Regions from separate parts of the Danio rerio genome. Here region 2 is linked to region 1. Evidence: chromatin contacts called from public HiCAR-type data. All regions are on one chromosome and are shown on one strand. The core of a region is the stretch at or near the end of the contact, and the rest is flanking DNA. Distances in the headings are between cores, read along the strand shown.

What was found. HiCAR-type assays count read pairs that join an accessible place to other places.
Region 2: a HiCAR-type map of caudal fin shows a contact between it and region 1, with 4 times the contacts expected there. The contact joins the promoter of grik1a here to the promoter of bach1b in region 1. A contact is called at or near these places in 1 of 18 Hi-C or Micro-C datasets (caudal fin) and 1 of 4 datasets of contacts at active chromatin or transcription factors (caudal fin).

Annotation. Positions count from the first base shown.
Region 1 is chr10:30,360,181-30,367,581 of GRCz12tu, reverse strand. It overlaps bach1b (BTB and CNC homology 1, basic leucine zipper transcription factor 1 b), which reads right to left and starts at 3,216. Exons shown (of 5, transcript NM_001384147.1): 1 at 3,134-3,216; 2 at 1,060-1,310. The coding sequence starts at 1,299. map3k7cl (map3k7 C-terminal like) reads right to left here. Exons shown (of 7, transcript XM_073914786.1): 7 at 4,339-4,903. The coding sequence ends at 4,723. LOC141376380 (a long non-coding RNA gene) reads left to right here and starts at 2,297. Exons shown (of 6, transcript XR_012386345.1): 1 at 2,297-2,375; 2 at 4,672-4,819.
Region 2 is chr10:30,496,968-30,504,368 of GRCz12tu, reverse strand. grik1a (glutamate receptor, ionotropic, kainate 1a) reads left to right here and starts at 2,640. Exons shown (of 16, transcript XM_073914784.1): 1 at 2,640-2,749. It overlaps tiam1a (TIAM Rac1 associated GEF 1a), which reads left to right. Exons shown (of 29, transcript XM_073914764.1): 29 at 1-416.

The sequences.
Region 1 (7,401 bases), core at 1,967-4,466:
CATTTTATTAGTGACTAGTTTCTATTCTGATGTTACTTGTAACAAATTTAAATTTTTGCCGTTGATTTCTATGGGATCTGTCATTGATATATCAACTATTCAGTTTCAACTAGTATGTATTCTGGCTAGGATAAGTACATATTTTATGTACTAGTAGTTAATTATGAGGTACTAGTACTTATTAATTAGATACTAGTATCCAATTAATAGATACTAGTACTTAAGTATTAGATTATAGTACTTTTTCATTAGATACTAGTATCTATTTAAATTATGCTAGTGCTTATTAATTAGATACTTGTACTTAGGAAATAGATACTCCAATTTATTTAAAAGATACTAGTATGCATTTATTAAAATCTAGTACTTGTTTGAAATGTTTCTAGTAAAAAAAAAATATTTTACTAGTAAAATGTTTAATTGAACTTTACTTTTCCATTTGGACTAATCATGACATCAGACGAGTAAAAAAGCAGAACTGACTAGTAAAATAAGATTTGTCACTAGTAATAGTTATAAAAGACACTAGTGTCTAATAAATAAATACTTGTACTAATGAAAAACTACTAGAATCTATTAAATAGCAATATATGGTTATATCTAATATATTTGAGCATGTATCTACATATTTATAATTCCAATGGTTGAAAAAATAATACAATTTTTGCTTAATTTTGAAATGTATGTGTCAAATATACAATGTATTTGTTTATAAATGAAAATCAAAATATTAAAAACTTTCGAGGATTTAAGATGTTGAAACACCATTTTGGGAAAAGGTCTGTTGATTCTTTTGTCTCATAAATGTTTATTTATAAAATATTTCTGTCACAATTTGGGGACAAAATGCCAAAACTTGGTCATGGAGGGTTGGTGTCCTGCAGAGTTTAGTTCCTCCCTCTATTAGACACGGCTGAACCAGCTAATCAAGCTCTTTCTAAGAATACTAGAAACTCAGATAGGTGTGTTTAAGGAAGTTGGAGCTAAAATATGCAAGACACCGACCATCCAGGACTGAGTTTGGGCACCCCTGTTCTAAACCTTTGATTGTGTCTTTACCTCATCAGGAAGGTTGATGACAATGCTTTCGGGTGTATGAGTGGACACACGAGCACTGAAGTAGTCACTGCAGGACGCCAGAACTGCCCGGTGAGCCCGGAAACTCTGGCTCTCCGCCACAACAGTCACATCGCACAGAAGATCTTTCTTCCTCTGCTCATTCAGACACTGCAGAACATGTGAACTGTGCACAGACGACTGGAAGGTGAACTTAAATGACTTTGAGCTTTCCACCGACATCTTGAGTTAATCTGTATGGTAAAAAAAAAAAAAGATTTACATGAGCTCAGTTGAAGGGTTCTGCCAAGTGTAGCCTATATGATTTGTTTACTGACAATATTTGGCTATGTAACTCTTATTAGACATATTAAGAAAGCATTATGACAGGCATATTAAACTATTTATTTACAGTTGTTGGCTCTATAAAAAACGATATATTTCAAGTTTATTGGAAAGTATTAAAATAAATATTTCAAGTATGTAAAGATAAAGTTTTGCTTGCTCCGACTCTCTGATAGGTGGATATCATTATAGGTGGATTAATATAGTTTTTTTTGCATTAACTAAATTATTAAACACAGTTGCTTTAAAAAGAAGTAAATGTAGGCAGTTCAGACAATCAACTACTAAACTCATAAGAGCTCTCAACTGGTTTGTCATTCATTTTAAAACTTTTTAAAGGTTTCTCTAGGGAGAAAAAGAAAAAGTTTTTTATTTCCTGATGCATTCTATTTTTGGGATTCATTCATTTTACTTTGGCTTAGTCCTTTATTTATCAGGGGTTGCCACAGAGGAATGAACCGCCAACTTATCAAGCATGTTTTACGCAGCGGATGCCCTTTAAGACGCAATAACCCAGTACTGGGAAACGCCTATTTTTAGGCTATAATTGGAATCTCAAACAGAGATTCGTTAACTGTAATAGGCTAAAAGTCAGATTCAAGTGTGCCGCTCTGAAACTGACTATTGATAAAGAGGGGAACTGGAAAAGGGAAAATCCAGAATGGAACTACAATGAAGTCACACTTTCTTTGTAAAAGTAAATGTATGTCACTATTTTACTCATGTTCCAGCAAATCTCAAAGCTTGTTGTTTTTTTAACTGGCCAATTTTGTGTTACGTTGCATAATGTCATGTATTTCTTGTTAAATGAACTTCTAGTTATAAAGGGTGCCGAATCACAGTCGACCAGTTATTATTAAGGCGCTCGCATACTTGACCACGTCATACCTCTCACACTCGCTCAACGGGAAGTAAACGACTTAAAAAACAACAGAACCGCCTGGGGAAGAAATGCTGTTTGTATCACTCAGTAGGTACGTGTTCTTACCCACGGGAGCTCCTTATCTCAGCTGTGTACAGAGAATTTGACCTAGTCGAGTCATGAGAGTTTATGTGTGCGCGCGCGCGCTCTTGTGTGTGTGTGTGTGTGTGTGTGTGTGTGGCGCAAGACAGTGCGCGCTCTCTGCTGACTCATTGGGTTTTGCTGATAAAGGATGAGCAAGCATTTTGTCCGTCTGTTCCTTTCCACTTAACTCATCGACTTTTAAAGGAACTTGGGTACCAGTTGCCTCACAGTTGAGCTGACGTACTTTTGATAAACGGACACTTTTGAACTCGTTTCCCTAATAATTTGTCGAGTAAAACAACTGACGCGCCTTTGATGTAATGAAAATGAACATTACGGTTGTGTAACAAAACCTAGTGAGCTGTCTACCTAGACAGCATTTAAGGCATGTCAAGCGCGCGCTTTAAATGCTCGATCGAAACATCGGAACGCGGTTATTGTGTACAAAAATGCTGCCTAGGTAGCCTATGTTTTGTAACAGCATAGGTCCGACAAAAAAATCTACATTTGCATAAAAGCATATTATCGCTTACATAGTCGTGATTATTAGAACTCATATGCGTAAAGCATGTAACAAAACAAACCCGAAATTAACCCTTTCAGACACATAACATTAAAAAAGACCACTTAAACTTCTCTAAAGATCTCTATTTTCAATATATTTATGTCTCTCGACATATATTTCTTTAAAAAAAAAGCACAATCGTTCGTATGTAGCCTACTCACCTGTCATATCACCGGAGAGTAATAAGTTGGATTTGATACTACATACTAAACCCAGGCTGCTTAAAGCGCTCACTTGTAACTATGAAAACAAGGAGGCGCTTGTGCTTCGCTTGGGTGTCATGTGACTTATGGCCAAAAATTGTTTTTATCCCGCCTTCTCAAGCGCTGACCTCCTTTCATTGGCTGTCTCTATCCCGTCAGTCATTTACATCATGACTTTCTTGTATTTCCACAGACCGCCTTGGTTTTCACTGTACAGGCAGAGACATACATAATTTAACCTCTTCAGGCCTAGATTAGTCTTTACAGACAACCTTTGTGTATAAAAGAAGCCAAAATGACCTCTGAAATGTTATTAACTGTGTATTACCTAGAACAAGGCTGTCCGAACGGTCCTGTCCTGAAGAGTTTAGCTCCAAACACACCTGAACCAGCTAATCAACCGCTTACTAGATACACTAAAACTTCCTTTCAGGTATGTTGAAGCAAGTTGGAGCTAAAATCAGAAGGATCAAGTTTGGACACCCCTGATCTAGAATATTGTGCATTTGAACAACTTTAAAAAACTTGGATGTATAAACAATCGATGGTAAAATCAATTCTTATATAGGCTAGTATATATTCATATTTAAATTAATATATAAAATATTGTTTAAAGTAATTTATTCACTGTCATAATTTCTTAGAAAATGTATATTTTATTATAATTACAAAAGTAGGTTATTCTAATAAATAAATAAACATATTTATTGTGTAACTATTTCCTGGTATAATGTTATGGTTATACACAGCATTATATGAAAGTGATGGGTGTAAACACAGTAGTATACAATCTCAAATATCCTGTCAGATTCTCAAAACTGTTTTGAAAAATGAAAAATAAACAAATGCTTTTACATTTTGACATATAGAGTCATTCATCTTTCTAACAAAGAAATAGAAACCTGCCCATAGCCAAACAAACTAAAAATCTAAATCTGGAGGAAGCAAAACACTGCTGCTAAACTGGTTTTGCGATCATAAACTGCCGGCATCTCGGCTTGTGTGGGATGGAGGTGTCAGCCATTGATAGTTTTGAAGGGTTTCACAATCCTAAAATGAGCAGATCACATTTCGAAAGCCAAGTTCCCTTTTACTGAGTGACTAAACAATGGTGTGTAGTCATAGGTCTATCATCACCTTGCTTGAACTTAGATAGCTGGACAGAGGTTTAATTCCTTTTTAATGCAACTGACAGACAGTAACATCTCTCGCTGAGGACCGCTCCTTCACAGCAGAGCATTTTACATGATATAACACAGACACAGCTCCATCTGTACAAGCACATTTGTCAACAAACACACCCTTTAAACACACACAAAGAACAAGCTGTATATACTGTATTCAGAATACCAATACTGTATATCAGACTGAGGCGACACCTCAGATCAAGTTGGGCTCTGAAACGACCCACGTTAGCTTAAATATACATTTATTAAGTGTTTCAGTTTAAGCGCACTGATTCAAGATCAGTTTTGTTGTTGTTGTTGTTGTTTCAGTACACTGAAGGAAAGCCATGAGGTGACAGATCTTTTCATCAATGTCAAGAGTCACGAGGAGCCCTGCCTCTTCTGACTGATCACTCGGAGCGTCTCGAGCTGCTGCGCTCGTTCACTGTGCACCGTTATCAAGTTCTGGTTCTCTTCTGTGAGTATCCGATATTCCTCTTCATATCGTGCAAACTCCATTGATGCCTTTTCATCCTCTAGCAGCTCCGCCATGAGCTCTTTTCTGAGGAATGGAGGAGAAAACGTGTTATACATGATCATACCTCACTTTTTTATGACTATCCTGCTGAAAAAAAAAACAATAGGAAGCATTACAGATTTCCTAGAGCAGTGGTTCTCAAACTTTTTTTCATCAAGTACCACCTCAGGAAAAAATTGTCTCTCCAAGTACCACCAAAATGAGCAGTATTGAAATACAGTCGCATAGTAGGCCCAGTAAAACAGCTAGAACTTAGCACAGTTAAAAATTGTGGCAGATTACCTCAGAAATATAGGCTATGTCATATATGGCATATTATATACATCATTTTTGATAAATTGTGAAATGTGTGTAGCATGTACATGACATATTTAATTTCTCTGCGTACCACTAGAAGGAAGCCTGCGTACCACTAGTGGTACACGTACCACAGTTTGAGAACCACTGTCCTAGAGCATGGGTCTCAAACTGGATTCCTGGAGGCCCACAGCTCTGCACAGTTTTGCTCCAACCCTAATCAAACACAGCTGATTCAACTAGTCAAGGTGTTCAAGACTACTAGAGACTATTAAGCAGGAGTGAGTTGGAGGTGGTTGGAGCTAAACTATGTAGAGCTGCGGCCCTCCACTTGTTCTAAAGGTTTCCACTACAAATACCATTAAAAATAATACAAACCATCAAATTTTAACCATCACAACCAATACATTTTATAGCTTTCTAACGTGTCTTGGGACATATTCAATTAGGATTCAAATTGAAGACCATTACAGTTTCCAGTAAACTCAAAATGTGGCCCTTACCAGTGTTATGTTGCAAAAACCATTAGGATGTTAAATAAAGATCATGTTTCATGAAGATATTTTTGTAAATCTTATATGGTAAATATATCAAAACTCAATTTTTGATCAGTAATATGCATTACTAACAACTTCATTTAGACCAGGGGTGCCCAAGTTTTTTCTTATAAATGGCCAAAAGCCAAACTTGATTGAGGCTAGTGGGTTGAATGTAAATACAGTAAATTTGCCGCGGGTAATTTCCTAATTAATTTAATAATATTTTAAAACAACTAGTAAACATTGCTTGATATTAACTAATAAAGTAGGAACACTCCATAGATAAAATTAGATAGAAAAATTACCGACAATGCAATTTGGAAACATTTCTCACGTGTTATAGCACTGTGGATGTATAAAGCTGCAGTCACACTGCACTTTTCTCCCCATAGACTTCCATTTATACACTCAAAAATCATTTTTCTTGTTTAAACTACGTAATTAAAATGAGCTGAAACAACAAAATTCTTGAGATTTCATTGGGACAACTTAATTTTTTTGTGTTTAATTCACATAAATTTGTTAAAAGTGTTCAGTTAACTTAATTTGTTTTGGGACAACATGGATGAATTAGTTTGGAACCCTGCATCTTTTGCAGTGTACGCACGCCAATGCGGAAATGCAAGCTCGTGCGACAAGTTTCACAGTTCGCTGCCTTGGAAAGTTCTAGCTTGGTGAACTCTGACCTGCGAATTCGCTTCACAGGATTCCGTGAGACTAATCGAAGATCAAAACATGACCTCTCTGGACCGAAATTTAAAACATTAGCCAATCGCTCGCTTTTTTAACATCTAATCATCTTGTTTAATCCCGCCCCTTTTCACAGCGTTAAACAACAAAACTTTTCATGCACAACATCTAGTGTGACCGCAGCATTACCAGGGTTGTAAACTCATAAACAAACACTTGCATTAGATTGCGATTGGCCAGATCAGCGAGTGCCGATCAAGTCGTGATATGTGATTATCTGCCAATACCAATTTTCAGCTGATCGATCAGAGCATCCCTATAATAAAGCATACATTACATTTTATTATGAACTTACTACAGTAAAAACAAAAACATTTATAACAGCATGGGGTTACACTAGTTTTTGCCTTGATTTGCTCAAAGATGTCTTCGACATAGTTCTTTATCCATCGAGTGACAATATTTACTGTACATTTATAAAAATCTTGTTCATTTACAACATTTAAGTGAAACATTTCATTCAGTTTGCTTTTTTGTAGCTCAGCAATAAAACTAATTAGAAATGACACTTTTAAAGGCATTCACTCTCAATCCTCTCAGTCATTCTCACTCTCTTCATAGATGAAATGGTGGGCCAAATCAAAGGTTAGAATGGGCCCGCAGGCCCTACTTTGGCATCTCTGAGTTAGAAAATAAGGTGATTTTCACAATATTAATATTGATTTTTTTTAACCATAGGATGACAGATTTTTCAAATATTTGTAATCAATAATTATCATATCCTAACAAATCATACATCAATATCCTAACAAATCACAAATGAATTCTTACAGTAAATAAAGTGTATGTATTCAACGCTCAGAAGATGTACGCATACTCACATAGAATTTCCATTATAGCCTTTAAAACCATTATACATTCAATTATGTTTTCTATTGTTGTTGTTGTTGTTTTTAGCAGGTATTTGATGTATTCATGATATGAAATGTGGTCTGG
Region 2 (7,401 bases), core at 1,391-3,890, 140 kb before region 1:
AAAGGATATTAAACTAACCATGATCCTTTCTCTAGGGGCTTTGGTGTGCTTAGGCACATAAATAAGGCATTATAACTCAAAGCACCCCTGCTAAGTGATAAATGTAGCAGATTTTGTCTTGCTAAGAATGAGATTTGATTTTTATGGTATTTTGTACACTGGTAAAGATAAAGCTGGACATGTTACTCACTCCAAGTGTATTTTAAACACCAGAAACGCCCTTCCATGTGAAATACAATCACTGCACCTTCAGCCATGGTTTCCTTTTAGTGAAATTGACTGTATTTAAAAACGAAAACTGTAAAAATGCCATACTTTTATCCTCTGCCTTTTTGAAACTGTGTATGTTCATACTGTGGAAATACTTATTAACCTTAAATAAATCTTCCTAATTTATATTTGCAGTTTTATCCAAATAACTTTGTGTGTGGTCTGTTTTTTGTCTACACCTTTGCACTGTTTTAAATGAAGTTTGGTGTCATTTGTAAACACAGGAGCTCATCTTCTGAAAATAATGCAGGTTGGGGAGGTTGAGATGTTATAGCAGTTTAACAAGCTGAAAAGACTTATAGTTTCACAATATATGGGTCTTATTGAAATATTAATATATTGACTCCTTTGCTTCTGATTGGCACTTGCAGTTTGAAATCTCCTTCCTGATTGGTCCCTTTTTTAAAAAGCCCACTCTAAAGGTCCTGACATTTTTTTCATTCTACATTTGAGGCCAAAAAGTTATGGTAGCATGAATGATTTCAACTATTCCTCTCCAATAAATTCCTAGTTTACAATGAGTAAGTTCCTAGTTTCGAACTTTAAAAGACATGGCGCAACGCCTTCTTGTCTAGTGTCCGAGTCTTTAAAATATATCTGAGAGTGATCATGGGTATTGATGTTTGCCATACCTGTCAAGCCTCCAGTTTTTCCCAGGATTCTCCCGTATTTTACAGTTCTATCCCGTTATCATCCTGTAAAGGTATTTCTTACGCATTTTCAATCTTTTTTTACGAAGGGTGGCAATAAACAAGAGCCAAACCTCCCTATATGCAACCCATAAGGAGCCAAAACAAACACCATAAAACAGTTAGGTTCAGTCAGTTGTTACAAACTGCTTCAACGTATTCAACACAGCCTTCGTTTTAACTGGATTTTGTCTGAAATTATGTCATTTCAGTTCATTCTTCAATTTCATTTGAAGTTTATCTGGGCCTTAATCTTGACAAGGAACCATATGCTACATTCCATACAGAGTAAATCCACCCATGAAGAGGACTTAAGCATGAAAACAATGGTCCAAACCGGGGTGTCCAGAATTGTACCTAGAGTGTCTCTGTTCTGCACTGTCTGGTCCCTAATTCAATACATCTAAGCATTATAACAGATATAATAAAAATTTTAGGCAGATGTTTTGAGTAGAGAAATAGTGGCCCTAATCCATCTGGAGGGTCTCTCTAAAGTGATTAGAGCATTGAAAAGAACCCTTCTAAATTAAGTACTGTTAATGACACCAAACAACTTCCCTGTTTAAAGAAATGTGGCCCGAAGTGTAAATCAGTTTTATTTTTTTAAAATCCTTTAATCCGAAGAGCCCTTCGAAGTGACCAGTTTTTAGCACTTCAGTTTGGAACAACGCTTCAATATGGCAGCCATGGTGACCTTCAGAGTGTGATATGGCTCTCCAAGACTTTCATTACCCAGCCAGGGGGGAACTCTGCAAGGCAATGGCCTTCTAGAACAGTGGTTCTCAAAGTGGGGGTCGGGACCCCCTGGGGGGTCGCGTAACAATGACAAGGGGTCGCTTGGTGATCTCCAAAACTTAAATAAGTTTTATTGAACTATTTGAATGACCATATTTTACTCATAACTGCACAGAGGTTAATATTTGTGATAAATAAACAACAACATACAAATAAATAAAACAAAATTATTATTATATTATTATTATCTATTATAAATAAATAAAAATCAGTCATCAGCCTTTACTTTTTATATCATAAATTAATAAATGAATATAAAAATTATATATGGTTATTAGACTGTTGCATGTATGTGTTGTCAATGTGCTTATGTTTATACATGCCTATAGTTGTGTCTACAAAGTTTATATATTTACAGTATAACCACCTTGAAAAATGGGGGTCGCGAGTCACTGACATTGTTATTTTGGGGGTCGCGGGCTGAAAAGTTTGGGAACCCCTGCTCTAGAAGCAGGCTTGACAATCTGCCCTAAACATCTTCCTTTTATCTGCTTCTTTCTAACACAATACCACTTTAAATTCCAAGTGCACATCAAGGGCACATATTTGTTCCAAAGTAGGGATTTTCATGAGCAATCTCCTAAAAATATTAACTCAAACTTCAGATGACTCTTGGGAATGAAGGAGAAAGTGGTGAGCACACCCCATGTTTTTTCCACGTTATATTTGTGACGCAGATGCAGTCAAAATCTTTTTTATCCCCTATAGGCATGCATCCCTTCAAAGTCGTCACTCTTGAGTCTAGAAGGTAAACCATTCTAAGGGATTAGGGCAGAGGGATGAAACGCAGATGTAATCTCATGGTGAATCAGATTTTGATATCGCCAACATGTTTACATAATTATTCTTGTCTTATCAAGTATAACCAGGAGGTGGCAGTGCAGTGCTGTACCAGCTACTCTGAATTCATTAAAGATATTGGGACTCTACTAAACTTGCGACAACCACTTAATCTTTTCACAACTTAGGTTCCTGCTGGAAAGACTTTCAAAAAAGTAGGTACAAACTTATAAAAATACAGTTCTTCCACACAGGCATCAAGCAAATGTCCACAGAAATGATCAGGCCCACTGCTGTTAATTACTCATTTTGAAAGGAAAGCGTTGTCAACATCACTCAACAGGTTTTTCACTCGGTTCATGATTTTAAATGTCTCCAGGGTAAACTTGCTGCTATTTCGGTGTACATGCTGAAGGCCTGTTATAGTATTCAAGCTAGCCCAGAATGAGCCAAAGATTTTTGTAGCCATTTTGTTGATTGAGGTAAAGTTGGTTTTATATTAAAGGATTCTTTGCAAATTCTAAATGGAGAAATCATATTAGCAGCCAATGTCTATCAAAATACAACTGTTCACAGTCAAATAAATAGTGCTAATGTTGTATTGAAGTCATATTTATATGTAAGTTCAGGCCTAATTATTCAAAGTAACATGGTAAACAATATAGGGAGAATGCCATAAGTTGTCACTGAACGAACGTGTAAATATAAAACCAACTTTTCCTCAATATTTTGTTGTTCTCCAATTTAGACTTTTGCAGATCAGACTGTGCTCCATCTTTAGTTTCTTTTTCTTTATGTTGGACTTCACAGATGGTTTGTCATTAGGGTAAACCTTACAGTTAAGGGAATAATCACATCTCTACAAATAAGCATATAAGCATGTTACATAAGCAAGATGACCCAGATCATCACCACAGGGTTGTATAAAATGTTACAGTTCGTACAACCTTACCATTCCTGCAGGTAAAGCACTGATTCTGCATTTATCTGTGCCTTATCTGTCCTTAAAACAGTTCTGTGGGATAAAAAATGTGTGCAGTTATGATCCATAGAGAGCATTGCAGTAAATAGGAATAACAAAATACAATGCTAAAAAAAACGAACATGCACAATGATGTTAAAAAACACTAAATGAAAGGTCTACAGATATTTTTTTAGATTTTCCACCCGCATAAGTGGTGCAAATGAGTCATATTTAATGGTCGCACAGCCAGTGCCCGCATTTCCTCCTCTCCTCTCCTGCGGGTTATTTTTGTGCTTGTATTTTTGATGGGCCAACAGTATGTTTATGCACTACCCCTTTTATACTTTAAATGCTCTTGATGCACTGATAAATCAAGAATAGCTAGCTTGAATCATCATTAGTTGTTTTTTTATTTCCATTTTATTTTTCTGATGTGAGTACATATGAAGCGCACCCATAGTTTTATCGTTGTCTTACATTCTTTCATTTATGAAGCATGGATGTTTTGCAAACTTCTTACTCATTTACTACCAATTTTGATCATGTTTCCCAATTTGTATGGCTTCATCTGGACAGTAGGTTAACATCAAGTGCTCTAAAACATTGCAGATCCATTTTCTGCTCTGCTCTAAAGAAACCCATTTTGATTTAGAAAATGAAGCACTATTTGCAGCGTTTACTGTAAATGTAAACACTCATAATCAGTTCTCTACCTTGAAACCCGCAGAGGAAAAAATAAACATGATGGGCTATTTGCTAAATAGGATATCACATTTCTACATCAGGTAACTATCAGACCGAGAGAGCCCGAGGGATGAAGAATGCTAGCATAACAACAAACTCGGTGACAGTTGTCCTACTTAGTAACATTACTTTGCATACTGTATGATCATAGCCAGTCTTTTCAAACACTTCCTTCTCTGCCCAGCTCTGATTCCATTCACTGTGTTGGGGAACGTAAGTAGAATAGGGAAAAGTAAGTAGAATAAGTTTTAAATAATGTTTCAAGGTGCTGTTTGTAACACTACTAAATCATACAAATACCCATATCCCAGGGGTTCTCAACTGGTTTGGCCATGGGACCCACATTTTTAAACGGTCATCAAGCCGCGATCCAAATTTTTAGGAACTATAATACAATTTTAGGAATAATAATTAATTTGTATTTATTTGTTAACATACACAAGTAGTGACAGAAAATTCATAAGACATTCACCAAGACTTACAAATAAACAGTATTTATTGCTGTCATTTAAAAAAAATCTATCAAATTATATAAATATTACAAACGAAAAACGACAAATACTGTAAACAGTGGTTAAGGAAAGGTTCAGTTACTATGAACTTAACTGAACTGTTAATAAAACATTTCTGGTTTCTAAATGTCGTTTTAATTTAGAAGGTTTCATGCTCTCTTATGAGAGCAGCTAACTACATATGACACTGAGGCTTAAAGCCTTTTTTGTCGTCAATAAATGTAAATATATACTTTACATATTCAGGGTCGTACATGCGCTTCGACATATTTGTTGCTATGATTAAACGAAATTTCACATGTCAACCGGTAGGGCTGTGGTGCACGAATTTTGAAATAAAAGTTTGATATAAGCAAAATAAGCAAAAAATGTTTACTTTTGTTGTTTTTTTTTTTACCACACAAGCCGCGACTCAAAAGTGGGTTACCAGTTGGGAAACACTGCCAAAGCCTAGTACTGTTTGCAGATATTTAAGTAACATGCTGAGAACATGCATGTTTATCTGAAAAAAGTCAGTTATTCTCCTTTGAAAATGTGCGTTTGGACTGTTTGTCATTGTTTTGGTCTGTGTAACTCCACCCACTGTCAGTTCGCCCAATTATATTTCAGCACCCCGGGTTGCCGTGGCAGAAAAAAAAAAAACACTTCAATGTTTTGAATTTGGACTGCTAAAGGTTATTTTGACATGACGTCATTGATGATGTGCAAAATTCAGGTGGCCGGGAAGTAATACTTCTAGATAGGAATTGCTATCAGAACATCAACATGTTTATGTTGTTTATAATTGTTTAAATTGGCCAAAATAAGAAATGCCGAACAGCTTTTGTAGAATTCCAAAAGTTTTTCTTTTATTCACCATTGGAATGACAAATATGTGCATGCTGCCATGCTCAAATGAGTAATTCTGGCTGTGTTCATATGGGTTCCTTTGGTGGTTTCTGTTGTTGTTGTTTACTGATGTTTTCAGTTGGGCTTGAGCAAATAGATTTCTTTCATTGTAGGCTATTGAGAAAAACTGTGTTTGTCAATATATCTTAAACTCTTCAGGACTTATTCACGTCATTCTCAGACAGTGACGTTGTGTTCTGCATAAAGTTCAACAGTTCTCTCTCAGTTTTGTCAGTTTTGTCCGTGTTGCTATTTGTACTTGACCAAGGTGAGTTCAATACCGACGGTACGAGTTGAGCCATGACAATTTCACAAAGACGTCTTCTAAATGCTTCACTCTAACCCCTCGATGTAGTGCTTTGAGGTTTTGCATGCATAAACGCAATTTCGCAATGCATATTACTCATTTGTTGCTCAAAATGTACCGCCGAGCAACATCCCAGGCATCCAGGGACATTTTATTTTACCCATCAGATTGTGCTTTACCAACACTGCATTTAAATGGTTCTGAGGTAGTGGTTTAGGATAGGGTATATGCCAAGCTGAAGCTAGTGTTGTTCCCATGCTGATGAACTTCCGGTGACCTGTTATTGTGAGTTTTTTTCCATTTTATACAATTTCTTTTACAACATTGACATTGTAATGTAATTAGAATATAACCAGTTAAATAGACTTGGCATTCATTTAGTTGCTCAAGCGTAAAACGAGACAAAAAGCCATTTACTCGCATGCGCCTGTCAGAATCGGCAGGCTAGTGCAGAAGCTCCATTGAATATAGTGGGGTAAAAATAAATGCTCATATTATAAAGACATGGCGGGGAAAAATGTAATTTAATGCAGTGCTTTTTGTACAATCTGAGACCCACTTTATATCGGATATCACTTAGCAGGTGGAGATTGCTGATTTTTAAAGAAAACAGACCTTAAACACACCAATTGATCAATGGCTTACAGTTTATCGGAAGCGCTTAACCCAGGTTACTGGCAAGCTAAAAGTCCTAATAGAACACTTCGCCATTAGGGCAATATTACAGCTTCATATCACACTACTCCACATTAAATTTTACACTGGAGCAAAATCTGATGGGACAATAGTGTCATCAAACTGTGCTACCTACTTTTTGAATGGGAGGTAGGACAATCTGACAATGTAGGACAAACCGACAGAAGACCGGCATGTGCTGGTGGCCGGTTAGCTTGTGCACTCCCTGAGGTGAGGCAGCCCCTGCACGCTTTGACAGGGTGCTACACGGGGCTCTAAGGACCCTTGGGGAAACACAGGAGGCTGGTGGTGGGACTGCTGCCAGAGATATGGTGGGTGGGAGCAGTGTGGCCCACTTTATTCTATTTTAAACTTATATAGTTTTAAACTTTTTAAACTTATTAACTACTATAGTTTAAAATAGAAATGATGGTAATTTGCTTGTTTGTTGGAATGTTGTGATGTTTTCTTTTGTTTTTTACCAGGGTTTTTGAACAAAGACTTATTTTACTGCGTGCTGCATTGTGGTCAAGCCAGCCATGATTCAGAACAACGCAGACCACCGCGATTTATTATGAGCGTGCAGATTATAATAGCTTTTTTTGTTTCATTCTATCCATAAGTTTATCTTTCAGATTGTTGTTTTCAGATGATTTTTCAGGTCAACAAAATACAATATCTAAACACCTGAACTGTTTTTATATGTCCTATCCCTCCAATGATGAAGTGCACAGATACATTGTTTATAATGAGCACTGCTATATACATGTAAAAATA